Linked DNA regions of Zea mays: all the other regions are linked to region 3. The links are chromatin contacts, called in public Hi-C maps. All regions are on one chromosome and are shown on one strand. The core of a region is the stretch at or near the end of the contact, and the rest is flanking DNA. Distances in the headings are between cores, read along the strand shown.

Region 1 (4,555 bases), core at 323-2,822, 210 kb after region 3:
TGGAATGAAAAATCAAATCAAGTTTTATGTCATGAATTGTTCAGTCTGCCATCAAGCTAAGCCGGACAGGAGTCGTTATCCTGGACTTTTGCAGCCTTTGCCGGTACCTGAACATGCTTGGCAGATTGTCAGTATGGATTTTATAGAGGGTCTTCCTCGCTCTGGTGGTGCTAATACTGTGCTGGTGGTGGTTGATTTGTTCTCCAAATATGCTCATTTTATTCCATTGTCGCATCCATTTACTGCTCTTAAGGTGGCTCAATTATTTGTGGATTCCGTTTATCGGCTCCATGGACTGCCACATTCCATTGTGTCGGACAGGGATCGGATTTTTACTAGTAAACTTTGGCAAGAGCTGTTTCGGTTGGCTGGTACTACTCTACGGATGAGTTCATCTTACCACCCTCAAACGGATGGGCAGACTGAACGCGTTAATCAATGTTTGGAGACCTTCCTTCGGAGTTTTGTCCATGCTTGCCCGTCAAAATGGATTCAGTGGCTGTCCTTGGCTGAGTATTGGTATAACACAGCATTTCATTCTTCCCTGGGCAGATCTCCCTTTGAGGTGCTTTATGGGCGTCAACCGCGTCATTTGGGTTTGTCCTTGGCTGATGCTTCAGTTTCAACTGACTTGCAGACATGGCTTTCTCAACGAGAGCTGATGGTTAGTCTTGTCAGGCAACACCTTTTGAGGGCTCAACAGCGTATGAAATCGCAGGCTGATAAGCGCCGATCTGAGCGGGAATTTCAAGTGGGTGATAAGGTTTATCTTAAACTACAGCCGTATGTCCAGTCTTCTGTGGCTACAAGGGCTAATCATAAGCTGAGTTTTAAATATTTTGGTCCTTACACCATATTGGAAAGAGTTGGCAAGGTTGCTTACAAGCTCCAGTTACCTCCGTCAGCAACTGTTCATCCTGTGATACATGTTTCGCAGCTTAAAGGGTCTGTTGGGAATCAACAAGTGAGTGCAGTGTTGCCTGATTTGACCGACAGCACTCAAATTCCATTCCGGGCTCTGGACCGTCGCGTCATTCATCGTGGTTCGTCTTCGATTCAACAAGTGCTTATCCAGTGGTCCGATGGCGATGAGGTTTTGTCAACTTGGGAAGATGAAGAGGCTTTGCGGACACGGTTTCCAGATGCGCCCGCTTGGGGGCAAGCGGCCTTTCAACGGCGGGGGAATGTCAGCAGTTCTTCAGCCGTGGCGGGAGAAACTTGTGCTGAAGAAGCGGTACAGGAAGCTGAAGCCAAGGAGAAGCGCAAGAGAAGGCCTAGTGTTCGGATTTCTGGTGCTGAGTGGGTCGTGTAATGGGCCGTGGGCCGAGTTGGTGTGGGCCGTGTGCCATTTGCGCTACTGTAATGGACAGGGGTATAAACCTGTAGACTGATGCTATGCGAGACAGGAAGGAAATGAATAACAAATAATTCCTCCTCACCTGCGCTTCTTCCTTGCTGTACTGGCTGTCGTTGCCGCAGGGAAGACGAGCACCTCACACTAATGAACGATAGAATGGTAAACCAGTATCATTGGATTCAGTGTGTTCTACTTCTGCCAGGACAAGGAAGTAGGGCATTCAGATCCACTCACTAGTCTTGCATTGCATTGCACGCACATCTTCCGGACATTTGCTCAATGCTAGTATGTTTCAAAACGAGGTGAAGGGACGTTCAGATCTATAGAGCTCGAAGCACATTTTTTTTGGCCGATACGAGCTTAGCCCGCTTAAAATGGATCCAGATCGGTCCGGTGCGAATAAGTGGATCAGAACCAGACAGATAATTAATTCCGGCAGGCTGGCTCGGCCCAACCCATTTAGCGCTTAGCCCGTTTTTTTACTAACCCGTGCTTTTTGGCCCGCCGAGACTATTTTTCTGTGCTTACCATGTCGGGCCAGACCGAGCGACCCGTTTGGACATCACTATTCAGATCCAGATCTATTTGGTTTATATCTATCGATGAGTGTTCGTTTCTATACTTTCTAAGCAACAATTCTCATTAACTAGTGATGTCCCAAATGCAAGGTCCATGTTCAGACTTAGCGCAAGTATGGAACAGGGGTAGGAGTCCATCACTAAGAATTGATGAACGTGAACATGGAGACACACTACACTACCACCATCATCACAGATCTCTAACCAACCAAATAAATCGGGCCTGTAGTAAGATGGGGAAAAAAAACAAGTACAAATACAATTTTTTCTCGGTTTCTGTAACAAACAATAAGAACAGCATGACAAGACAAGGATTCATCCTCTGAAGAGGACTGCTCCTCTAATCAGGAAAGCACAACATGAACTGAAGAAATAAAGGTCTATCATCTTACTGCATATTTCTCTTTTCCTCGATCGCTCTAAAAGCAGACAAAACGCAAATCTCGTACGTCCTGTTTGGAACGTGGAGATTTGGTTCGAATCTCACAGGTTTTAGACATAAAATAAATAAATAAATAAATAGCTGAATCCCCCCAAGGAGTTCTTTGTAAGTCTGTATGCTCTTTCCCCACAGTTCACGGAACAAACAGTGAATCAAGACGCCATGCATTCATGCAGCTGCCTACGCTGTCCACCCATGCATGCATGTGGCTGCTTGCTTGCTTGCTATTGCATTCTATCTGTACAAGGTAGAACTGCATCGATCGATGCTCGAGTGAACTGAACTGATCTAGGCGTTGTCGTCTAACATGAGTAAAAGACCTAGTATCAGATGCTCTCACATGAGTAAAATTTAACGAACTTCCACCGCAAATATGAAAGGCTTCTTTGATCCCATCATCTGGTAACTCGACGAGCTACACCAGATCTATCCTTCAAACGTCATTTTTTCTTCATATATTTCTGCAACATGTTACATGTACAGTCTGGTAGAAGGCACTGCTCCCCCACAGTCCCTCTCTACACGTTGCATTGGTGAAAACAACAGCAGCAGCAGCAAAGGGCTCAAAGCCCAACCACGTACAGCTATACATAAAGAATGGGTGTCGAACCCGGTTTGAGTCTCTAGCTAAGACCTCACACGCGGACATACCCCTCTTCTTTCCCTGCAAAATGTGGAAAAATTGCAGGATCTTCCGTTGGGACTATCTTGAGGTGAGGTGGTTGTCGTCCATGTAACTGGACTCCTAACAGCCAGCAGCCCTTAGGAAATTGTCGTACGGGCTCGCCGCCGGTAGCTTCAGAGACTGCTGTTGGAAGTCCTGGCCTGGCTGTGCGTTGTCGCCGTTGGGCCCGTTCATGTACTGTGGGTATCCCTGAACGCTCTCATCAGAGAATGGGTTTGTGCTCTGCGCCCCGGCCTGCTCAAAATTAGACATTTTCATTCATGTTAATACGTTGTCAAAATTAGAAATTATTGAGGGTGAATAAATGGCCTTGCGGATGGGAGGTAGTACTCCACCTGAGGCAACTGCAGGTCTTGGAAAAGGTCCAGCTCCGTCGTCTGGTTGGGCTGGCTGCCTGGCACCCCTGCAGCTTGCACGCTTTGCTGGAAGCTCATGAAGGCAGACATTTTCTGCTGTTTCCCGATCGTCAGGGCTTCGCAGTGGCTAGTCATATCCTTGAATCCAATGTCTGCCGACACTACTCCAGCCTGAGGTGCTGGTTCTGCACCAACCTGAAATAAGTGGCACGATTACAATACGAAAATTATCATGCCAAGTGAACACGAGTTGTAAAGCAAGGCCATCTCAGCATGACCGTACCCCAAGGACAGATAAACCAAGGAAAAGCAAGGAAGAACAGATTTCTTGAATAAAGGCCATACCGTTTCAAGGAGCTGATCGATACTCAGAAGATCTGATGCAGGTACAGAAGATGTGCGAGCTTCTGCGCCTTCCGAAGCTTCCCCAAAAGCATCATGGTCATTCCCCAGGTCAATCAGCAAACCCTGCTGAAAAGAACACACGTTTTTTTTAGCATGGAAAGTAGGAGATGGATGTACGTGTCACTGTGCCAGAATGATGTATATACCTCTTCATGGTGACCAGTCTCATGAAACCCTGAAGGATTATCAACATGCATTTCAAAGAACTGAGTGCTTGTAGGACACATGTCATCGGGAGTGAAATCACTTAGCAGTTGGCTTCTCACATTATGCAACTCCGCCTGCAGATATGGGAAGTCGTCAGCAGCTGCATGGAACTCGGTCAAACAACGAAAACAAGATGCGGCCAGGAAGGTCAACATTACATCCATCATATTTGCAATGTTGTTCATGATTGTGGAGACTATGCATTCTCGAGATTGACTTTCTGACAGTTCTATTTCTGAGAGGGACTTCAGTGCATTAGCGTTGTCCTCTGGTGATCCATATATTTTTGAAGGATCATTTGAACAATCCTTGACAGCTGTAAGTTTGCTCTCATCCACCAAACGAAGGAATGGATCGGCCTAAGCAAAATAGCAAAGAAATGTGAAATATAAGGCACATGCAGAGTCCTCAGGAGTCAAGATGCAACATAAGTACTTTGAAAATCAATACCACAAAACTTCAGTTTTTTTAAAGAGGAGGCTGTCGATTGTATTAAAAAGAAGAAACCAAGTTTGGGCGTTACAA
Region 2 (5,024 bases), core at 2,452-4,951, 140 kb after region 3:
TTGAAGAAGAGAAAGTAATTCTTGAGTAGCATCCTCAACCCGATCAAGAGAAATCTCCCATGTTGTTGTTGAAGGTATGCTACCTTTAATGGTGTTTTTGAGAATTCTGTTGATTCCTTCTAAATGTTAAAATTATGTTCACTACCAGGTTATTAGCTTTTGTACTGCACTTCCACACACATACAATTTTTTTCTTTTTTCTTATACCTTCCATGTCGTCTGGTCCAGAACTTGTACACTGTGGGGGTTAATTATGGATATGGATCTATGAAATATTATTAGCATGAAAATATACATGGCATGTATGGAACAAAATGGACTCTAATGCTTTTTCTTGTGATGTAGGATGCTTTTGGTGCTGAGAGGAGGAAAGCTATAAGATGCTAAATCTCTCCATTGCATACGGAAAAACGTAGGAAGGTACAAACTTGTCAAACAAACATAGCTCTAAATTAAGCAGCAATCAACCTTAGTGTTCATTACACTTAAATATGAGCTTTGGCCTTTGGATTGGTTTGTGCTGGTCAGCTAGAAACCTGAAAACAACAAACTTGTTGAGTAGCGATGTTTACAAGAAATGTAGCCTTCATGGGCTCTTGTAACCCTTTCTCTCTTGTCAGATTTTTGTTAAGGAAGCAAAAGATACATCGAAACTCTGGTATAGCAATAGAAATAAGGTTCTGGCTTGGCAAGTGAAACAGAAATAGCTAGCACATGAGAAGTGTGAATTTTATACTTTGCTTTGGCGATCATGCCGTTTTCTAAATATGGCTCATGTGACACGCCGTTTTCTAAATATGGCTCATGCGACTTTTGGCCAAAGAGGTCACATTAAGCATGCTGCTATCAATGCTCCTATGCAAGTGGTTACTTTCTATTGCAATTCGTTGTTGGAAAATTAGTTTTATGCTGAAATTATTTTCTTTTAACACCACAGGGCACTGCAGCTGATGTTGCTGTGTGCAATGCTTGAGATAGACAGAAATACTCGTCTTAAGGAGCTTGGTTGGGCGCTACTCATGTGGGTAGTTTATGCATAAAGTTATGCATGTTCGCTGTTTAAATGTTGCCATATTTTGTTTTTCTCTTTGAAACTGTGAAGGGCACAACTTTTTAATGACTTCTGTAACTTGTGTATCTAACATCTGTATTCGGTATTCTGAGTTAAAATAGGCACATTTAATTATATTTTACATAATTTCTTTTAAAGAATAGATGGATGATTATTCTGCATGTTTTTGTTATGCTCTTTATGATACATTCAACGACTTCCCCATACTTCACGCTTGTATTTGTTGTTGGGACAATAGTACGTGGTTACTTTTGCATCCCTTTTTTTACTTTCTTGCTTCTTCGCTGCAATACCAGTCTCCCTCTGCTTATTCAACTTCCTTCTTAAGAAAGTATTGCCAATGTAAATTATCTGTCTTCACCCTAACGTATCGTCACAGAACATTGTAATCATTGTGAACTAACATTTTATCGAACAATTTACTTGTCGTCGCCGTCGCAACGCACGGGCACTATACTAGTTGATTTATAAAAGTCGTCGGGTACCAAAAAGATAATTCTTTCCAAATTAAACGGTGGACATACACGCATAATCTCGTTGTTGACACAGCCCATACTTGGCCTGAATGTGTTTCTTGAAAAGAAGGGACGAGTTTGACAACGGTGTTTTGTTTGTGTGTGTGAGCGCCGCGGCCGGGGGTTGCTGGGCCGGAAGTAATAGGCCGTTAACGGGCCATGGTAGACCGGACACGATGCCAAAACGGTTGCTGGGCTGGATACCGAGCGCGCCGTGCTCGGTGCTCCCCCAACGGCGAGATCTCCTCCCATTCTCCCCACCTGACCAGGCACGGGCCGTCCGGGACCCATCCGCGCAGTCCGCGCAGCGCATGTGGCCATGTGAAGACTGCACCGACGCTGAATCCCGGCTTGTACTCTACTAGTAGCCATGTGAAGGAAGGAACAACTTGAAGCGTCCGCGGACGGTTCTTCTTGGTGCCCTTCTCCGAAATGTGTGGTGAGATTTGGGCCCATGGAAAAGGTCTTCAGGAGCACCATTAACTAGAGCTTTCTTAGAACGAAAAGGTGTTCACCACAAATGACAAACCGTTGGGACACAGACATCAAATCATAAGATGATAACGACTTGCAATTTGGTGGCCACTGATATACAGGTAGTTATATTTCAAAAAAAAAGATATACAGGTAGTTAACATATATAGAGGGTAAAACGCTCTCTCCTTTCTTTTTCACAATATAAAGAAGAAGAAAAATACATGGCTGCATCATAAGATATGTTTATGGTCGAGTTTTTTTTTGCATGAAGAAAGCTTGAGAGAGTGAAAAGGGGCAGGGCAGGTAGGTAGGTGGCAAACAATTTAAAACGGAACCCAGTAGTAGTACAGCGCAACAACTGCAAGTTTATTACGTAGACCACACACAAACAACAGGGTCCGTGACAGTTGGAACTGAAGCAACCAAGAAATTTTTTTTGAGAGGAACCCAAACACTCATTAATATTGCAGAGGAAAGAGTTGATCGAACGGTGTACCTGCAGAGCGGGAACAAGAACGCTTCGGAAGGAACAATTAACACTTGAAGAATCCAATTGTCAACTTTATTATTCGTTCATTCACAGATGAGAAATTCATTCATGTTTTTTTTTGAATCATGTAATAATCCATGACCACGATCAGATTACCATATGCACACAGAACATAGCAGGAGTAGTATATACATACACACCACAGCACCGACAGAGGATGGGCAGGATGTCTTATTCGCAAATTGGAACCCTTCCCAATTTGCCAAACCGAGGACGACGAGATGGGAATCAGATCTCCTCGACCACGATCCAGTCCTCCTCGCCGTCGGAGAACTCCAGCGCGATGGTGGTGCCAACCATGCAGAACCCCATGTCGTCGCCGTCGTCCTCCACCTCCTCCTCCTCGCCATCCTTGGCATCCAGCAGCCCCTGCTCTTCAACTGCCTGAATCTCTCCTACAGCATCCACGCCGTCCTCCTCTTGCCCGCGGCCGACGAAGAGGTCGTAGAGGTCAGAGAGCCGGCCGTCGGGCGCCGCTCCGCCCTCGTCGTCGTCCTCCTCCTCCTCGTGCCAGCTGCTTCCACCGGCCAGGTACGCCAGCAGGGAGGAGGCGGACGCGCCGCTGTACCCGGGGCCCTGGTCGACGACGCGCCAGGACACGAGGCGGTGGTTGAGCGCGACGTCGCAGGCGCGCAGCTTGCGCGCGCCCTTGGCCTTGTCGCGCGCCTTGGAGACCGGGTGCGCGTGGCAGCCCGCGCACCGGGCCCGCCGGCACTTGCCCGTGCTCCGGGACGCGTTCGTCGGCTTCCTCGCCGCCGCCGCCGCCGTTTCCACGACCGCGTCGGCGTCGGAGTTGTCGTCGCCGGCGGCCGTCCTCAGCACCTTGCTGCGGCTGCCCCGGACGGCGCCGTGCTGCCATCCGTCCCTCTTCATCGTCCGGCTTCGGCTGGGATTGCGGGTTTCGTGGGGGGTGGCTTGTTTGGTTGGAGGAGCGAGGAGAGGAGGTAGTTGGCGATGGCAATTGGCAACTAACTATACAAGCAAGGGGAAAGGGCAGGACCATCAGACCATGCGCGTGTGGATGGTTGGGCAAGTGTGTTGGAGTCGCCAAGGCCAACCATGGCCGCACCGCACCGGTGGTTTGGTTGGTCGGTTCTCGGTTGGGTGGGACTTGGGGTACAAGTATTGGAGGTAGAAGTGGTGGGCAAGCAAGCAAGAGTGTGGACCGGATCAGGAAACCCAAATCAAATGGGAGGTCGGTCAAGGAAGCTAATTCTATTCTTCATTGCACTAATACAAAAAGGTATTCTTTTTTTACGCGGTTGCTTTCGGGACTATAATACATTATATTATATTATAATATGTTATATGATAATATAATATTTTTTAAAAAAAATTAATTTTTTCCTAAGAGAAAGGGTCAGTTCGTTGATTGAAACAGGGTTACAAACAGAGAGTGCAGTAGACTGAATCTCCTCACAAGGTTGTAGGTCCTGACACGATGTTACGTTCCTTGGAGGAATCGAGAGAGAATTCCAGACTTTCTTCTCCTCTTCATCCCGTCCCGTGCGACGTGCGCGCCGCAGCACGATTCCTAGGCTATTTTTCTTCTACGGACTCCGAAACAACCAACCGGCGACGTACGGAACCGATAACTCAAGTAGGATGTAAATACGAAAATACTCTGATCCCAAAACACATGTCATATCGCCATTCGTTTCTGAAATCAACACCACCCATGTTTTCCACTCGTCTCATCCAAACTATTTGTTTTAGACAAATTCGTAACCGATCCCAAAACTAGACTAGATTTTACATCCCACATGTTCTACAGTTTTCCCCCCACACCTACTCCGGTCCTCCCTCGGTGGTCGGTGCAACAGGCGAGTGGGCCCGAGGGACAAGAGTGGCCGCTACTGCCAATCCATCTGTGCTCTGGAGGACAGCAGCAGCATACAAGATAGCTGACTCAGAATCTGACAGTTTGTGATGATGTAAATGCTTGTCAGTTTGAAACTCCAGTGCTGCTTTCATATAATTGCGTCGATTTTACAGCTCTACACAAGTCATTGTTTAATCTACAGTATTGTGCGTACGCAATATATATTCGTGAATTTTGGAGAAAATTTTTCATTCCAGACAACGTATCAAGCTCTCACATGTGGGACTGGAACAAAAAGGCCGCTTGAGCTCTTCACGTTTCGCGACACGACCGAACAGCAACCATGCACACGCAGCTTAACTCTGTCTCTAGTCGAACAGGGAGAATCCCATGTCGTCGTCGCTCTCTTCCTTCTCCTCTTCCTTCTTCTCCTCCTTGGGAGCTTCGGCCGCAGCACCACCCGACGCGGCGGCGGACGCGCCGCCGCCGCCGCCGCCACTAACCATCATCGCGCCACCACCGACGATCACCTGCACAGGGTTAAGCATTCAACATCTGGATGTGTGGGTGATGGACAAAAAACTACAG
Region 3 (4,634 bases), core at 1,750-4,249:
ATTATCAAGACAACCTCTTCATGAGCCACTAGGCTTTGACTCTATTTAAAAAGAGGGACAGGACATGGAAAATCGTGCAGAGAAGCATATGGCAATATGAGTATGAACCTGAGCAAGGAAAATACCTGCTTCATGGTTGAAATCAAGTTCCTTTGGAGCCTCCTTGCACCATTCATCAATCATCGGATTAAAATCATACTGAGGCTCTGCCCACGCTATCCATTCAATCAATGATTTTGCATTCTTCAGATCCTGGCCACCAATAGAAAAATGTAATGGACTCCAACTGTGCTAGACAGCATACTTGCAGGTTAGAGATAAACCTCTAATATGATCTCCTTCACACCATCATGCTGAATTTTGACAACTACTTCTCTGCCATCTGCCAGAGTTGCACGATGAACTTGTGCTATCTGTTACCAAATGTTCATTGAAAATAAAAGGTCCATATGAAATGAGCATACTATGATTTATATCAGATAAGTAAAGTTCAGTTTGCTAATACAGTACTTACTGATGCGGTTGCGAGAGGGTCTAGGACAAAATCAGCAAATAGATCACTCATAGGTTCTCCAAGTTCTTTCTCTATCGTTTCACGAACCTGCATAGCAGAGACAAGAACTAAGTTAAGTAATTGCTTAAATGACCTCCAAGACAATACTATGTCAGGACCAGACAAGAATTATCAATCTTTAATCCTTCCATTCATTCGAGGACAACCATGCATACCTCTTCAAAAGGTCGTGGAGGAAGCGAATCCTGCAACTGCTTGAGGACATTTATGTAGGGTTCAGGAAGTACATCTGCTCTTGTGGATAAATATTGGCCCAGTTTCACCCATAAACCTTCTAACTCTATCATCAGGTTGAGGACACGGCGAGCATTTCGCTCATGTGTTTTCTTCCATATAGCACTCTTTTTACCAGTGCTAACCCATTGAACTCTCTTCTGAACAGCCTGCTTGTGCATCAAGAAGATGTTAATCCGTTTCGAGAGAATGGAAGGGGCTGTCTCTGGACAAACATCATTGAGAACAGGAATAGAACCACACCTTATAGTCGAAGTAGATAAACAGGGCCATAGAGAAAACCTTGAGGCGTCTGGTAATAGTGTTTCCCCATCCCATTGTAGGTTGGCAAGTCAGGACAAGCAATGGCAAAAATTCGGACACTCTAGGCTCCTAGTAAGACAGTTAGTATTTTTTTCTGCAGCGTCACAAGTTCAATAAAGAAGATCCAGATTAGTTATATTTATCAGAACTACTGATTCATTCTCAGGACAGTTAAGACAAGTATTTGACATGAAAATCAAATATATATATATATATATATATATATATATATATATATATATATATATATATAACAGGTTACATTTATGCTAAATCAACTAAGGATGAAGTAAATAAACAGGACTCCCTCATATTAGTCCGGCTCGCTGTCAGACAATTATTCAGAGATAAATAGATAATGACTTGACATGATAATCAGATTAACATGACAGCTACCATTTATGTGAGATAAACTGAGGACGGAGTGCAGAAGAGAACTACAAAACCATAACTGAAAAGAATTCGAGCCTCCCACGCTGCATATTAAGTGGCTTGCCAATGAGATTATAACAGGTTACATTTATGCTAAATCAACTAAGTATGAAGTAAATAAACAAACAGCAAAAGAAAGGACTCACTCATATTAGTCTGGCTCGTTGTCAGACAATTATTCAGAGATAAATAGATAATGACTTGACAATTGACATGATAATCAGATTAACATGACAGCTACCATTTATGTGAGATAAACTGAGGATGGAGTGCAAAAGAGAACTACAAAACCATAACTGAAAAGGGTTCGAGCCTCCCACGTCGTGTATTAAGTGGCATGCCAATGAGATGAGCAAGTAGCTAGTTTACCAGACAACACACCCAGAAATGCAACAGTTGCATCTGAAAAATGTGAGCATTACACATGGACAAATCGCAGCTTCAAAACCTTGACCTTGTCCTCACTCCCCGCAGGGTCTCCCACGTGTTGCAACTTTTCCCATCATAATTCAGGAAACCGTCACAACAGCTCGCAAAATCCCTGGCCTGTAAAATTTGACGTGCGGGGACCACTGAAGCTCGCTCAAGGACAGGACACAAGAAAACACCACGGGAACGACGTCTGCATCATCAAGCACGCCGCTTCCACAATCAACACCACAAGAGTCAAGAACAGTACAGAAGCACGCCCCCCGAATTCCAAGCCGCTGAACAACACATGAACAGCATGATTCGAGCAATCCTACTTGTTAAGCTGAGGAACAGTACAAGGCCCGGAAGCCGGAAGGTGCCAGTTGGAGGGGCGAACCATGATCTTTCGCATGATTCCAACACCAAGGGGACGCTGTTTCAACTGCTTTACTTGATCATCAAAGGCCCCATGCACGCACAATCAATCTCCACTAGTGCGGTCTAGTGCGCAAGAAACAGAAGGAAATTTATACAATACCGCATAAAGACGCGTTAGCCTGATCGAACGAGTCATTTCCTCACCAACCCCAACCCCTTCGGTAGGCACCCGTACCCGTAATCCCAACGCAAAATCGAGGCAAGAACCAGATGTAACGCCCAAAGGGGAGCGGAGATTACACCGGAACCGGCCGTGCAACCGCTCAAAGTGGCAAACCCCACTCCGGCAATCGCAACACACGGCGGGGATTCAGACCCCGACCCCCAAGAAATCGCGGAGATGAAGGGGAAGAAGATAAAAGGCTGTTACCTCGAATCGCTGAGCACGCGCGAGGAAGAGGGGAATTCGGCGGTTTCCGCCGGGCGCCCTACGCCGCGCGCGTCCAAATTGAACCGGGCGACGGAATCGCGGAAGAGGGAAAAGGGAAACAAAAAGAAACGGAGAGGATCAGGTCTGTTTGTGAGGTGGTGCGAGAGTACATAAATTTCTCGTCGTCTTTACACGAGGAAGAGCTTTGCGCGAGCAGAGAAAGTGTATGAGAGGACAGGGAAGAGCTATACGCAGGAGGGAGTATTTATTCCGGGAGTCCGTGACGACGAGACTGGTTTGCATCCAGGCCGGCAGACCCCGACGGCTCGTCGCTATTGTGGATTCCGCTCCGCCACGACAAGTCGTTTTTTTGGAATCCCGTTCGTCTTCCGCCCGCCGGTCCCGTACTCCCGTCCCCTTGCATGCGGTTTCTTCCTCCTCACTCACCTTCCTGTGCGCTGCGGGAGCACGACAGCCGCAGCGATATCGAGCCTCACAGCATGCTTTTCAGGGAGAACGCGTTTGTCCGTCAATGGCCAACGGGGAAAAATTGTTCGCCGTGTGGTCTTTGACCCTTTTGTGGTGTGGATGAGATGGACGCTGACGATTGCAGGTTCTAGACGAATTCAGTGCAGAATGGTGTGCGCAACATAGACGACGACGACGGCGACGCTTTGGTTTTAACGAAACAGAGATCAGAGAAATGGATATAGGCTTTCTAATCAAAGGCTGTTTGCATAATTCGACTTATTTCAGTGTATAATGCCCAGCAGAAGTGTCAATATTGAATGGACGCTAGTGGTATTTAGGGCTACTTTGAAACCTCAAATCCGTTCGGGAAGGGAATTGATGTGTAAATAAAGTAATTTTCTCTCCAATCCTCTTTAATCCTGGAAGAGATTTAACATCAGAATTTGAGTTTCCAAACTAGCTCTTACGGGAAAAAATCTTAACTAAAAGACATATGGATTAAATGGACGGTAGTGTCATTTAGAAAAAAATAAAATTCGATGATAGATAACGAACCTCGATTTTAGGAGTGCCTTATAAGAAAACCATCTATATTTGGCATTACTTTGTTCTATTTTAGAGTAGTTTTACTCCAAATCTTTAGGATGGATCAACTATGTTGTAGAGTTTTAGTGATGTTTGAGTAGAAAATGGTTTCTAGCTACAGGAAGACGGTTTTTACAAGTGAAAATACATCCTCATCAGTGGTTGCCGATGGAGGGAGGAGGAGGCACGGTGTAATACCTAACTTGTGGATAATAAGAAAAAGATTTTGCTTGTATTACCCTAATCTCCTTATATTATTGCCCCTTACTCATGAGAACATAAAGATAATCATATTTTGGGTGAATAAATTAATAAAAAATACATAAATAATATATGCACCATGTTGAAGATTTTGCTTGTGCACTTAATTATAATAATGAGATAGTAATGTTGGAATTAGGGTTTGACCTAATTTGAACTCTAGAAATTTAAAGTGACATAGGAGAGAAAAGGAAAATACTATACAAATATAAAGAAAATATATATAAATGAACATACCTGTTCATACTGGTATTTGAATTTGTGCATTTAATCCAAGTATGAACTTCACAACAAAATTTGAATTCAAATATTTGAAATCTAAAAATAAAAAAGAAAACAAAACAAAAAAAGAAAAAGGGAAAGAAAAAGAAAATGCGTGATGGGCCAAAACCCCAGTCGGCCCATTTACATCTTCTCGCGCAATGGCCCATCTCGGCTCTCCGCGCGCGCTGACCTCGCGCGTCAATGGCATGACGGGCCCACCTGCCATCCACTTACCGCGCGCAACTCAATCACTCTCGCTGTCGGGTGGGCCATCCCTGTCGGCTTCGTCCC

The links. A called contact is a pair of places that touch in the nucleus more often than the background predicts.
Region 1: a Hi-C map of tassel shows a contact between it and region 3, with 2.9 times the contacts expected there. The contact joins the enhancer-like site here to the promoter of LOC100382198 in region 3. A contact is called at or near these places in 4 of 25 Hi-C or Micro-C datasets (ear, leaf and tassel).
Region 2: a Hi-C map of tassel shows a contact between it and region 3, with 6 times the contacts expected there. The contact joins the promoter of LOC100277347 here to the promoter of LOC100382198 in region 3. A contact is called at or near these places in 5 of 25 Hi-C or Micro-C datasets (bundle sheath, ear, endosperm and 2 more).

Annotation. Positions count from the first base shown.
Region 1 is chr6:95,853,523-95,858,077 of Zm-B73-REFERENCE-NAM-5.0, reverse strand. It overlaps LOC100217264, which reads right to left. Exons shown (of 20, transcript NM_001359568.1): 16 at 4,189-4,389; 17 at 3,970-4,104; 18 at 3,764-3,886; 19 at 3,398-3,613; 20 at 2,806-3,296. The coding sequence ends at 3,123. Among protein-coding and RNA genes, the nearest start is that of LOC100217264, 10 kb to the right of the region's middle. Within about 2 kb of position 1,572, at least 7 of the 20 cell types and tissues checked have an H3K27ac peak or open chromatin away from gene starts, as enhancers often do. A contact at or near this core is called in tassel, where this site is marked.
Region 2 is chr6:95,929,622-95,934,645 of Zm-B73-REFERENCE-NAM-5.0, reverse strand. It overlaps LOC100277347, which reads right to left and starts at 3,701. Exons shown (of 1, transcript NM_001150939.2): 1 at 2,638-3,701. The coding sequence starts at 3,487. The coding sequence ends at 2,843. It overlaps LOC103629584 (60S acidic ribosomal protein P3-like), which reads right to left. Exons shown (of 2, transcript NM_001329682.1): 2 at 4,554-4,966. The coding sequence ends at 4,805. It overlaps LOC103629585 (a long non-coding RNA gene), which reads left to right. Exons shown (of 3, transcript XR_554502.3): 2 at 1-74; 3 at 346-641.
Region 3 is chr6:96,065,268-96,069,901 of Zm-B73-REFERENCE-NAM-5.0, reverse strand. LOC100382198 reads right to left here and starts at 2,999. Exons shown (of 19, transcript NM_001361632.1): 1 at 2,763-2,999; 2 at 1,052-1,205; 3 at 730-957; 4 at 515-601; 5 at 324-413; 6 at 126-252. The coding sequence starts at 1,126.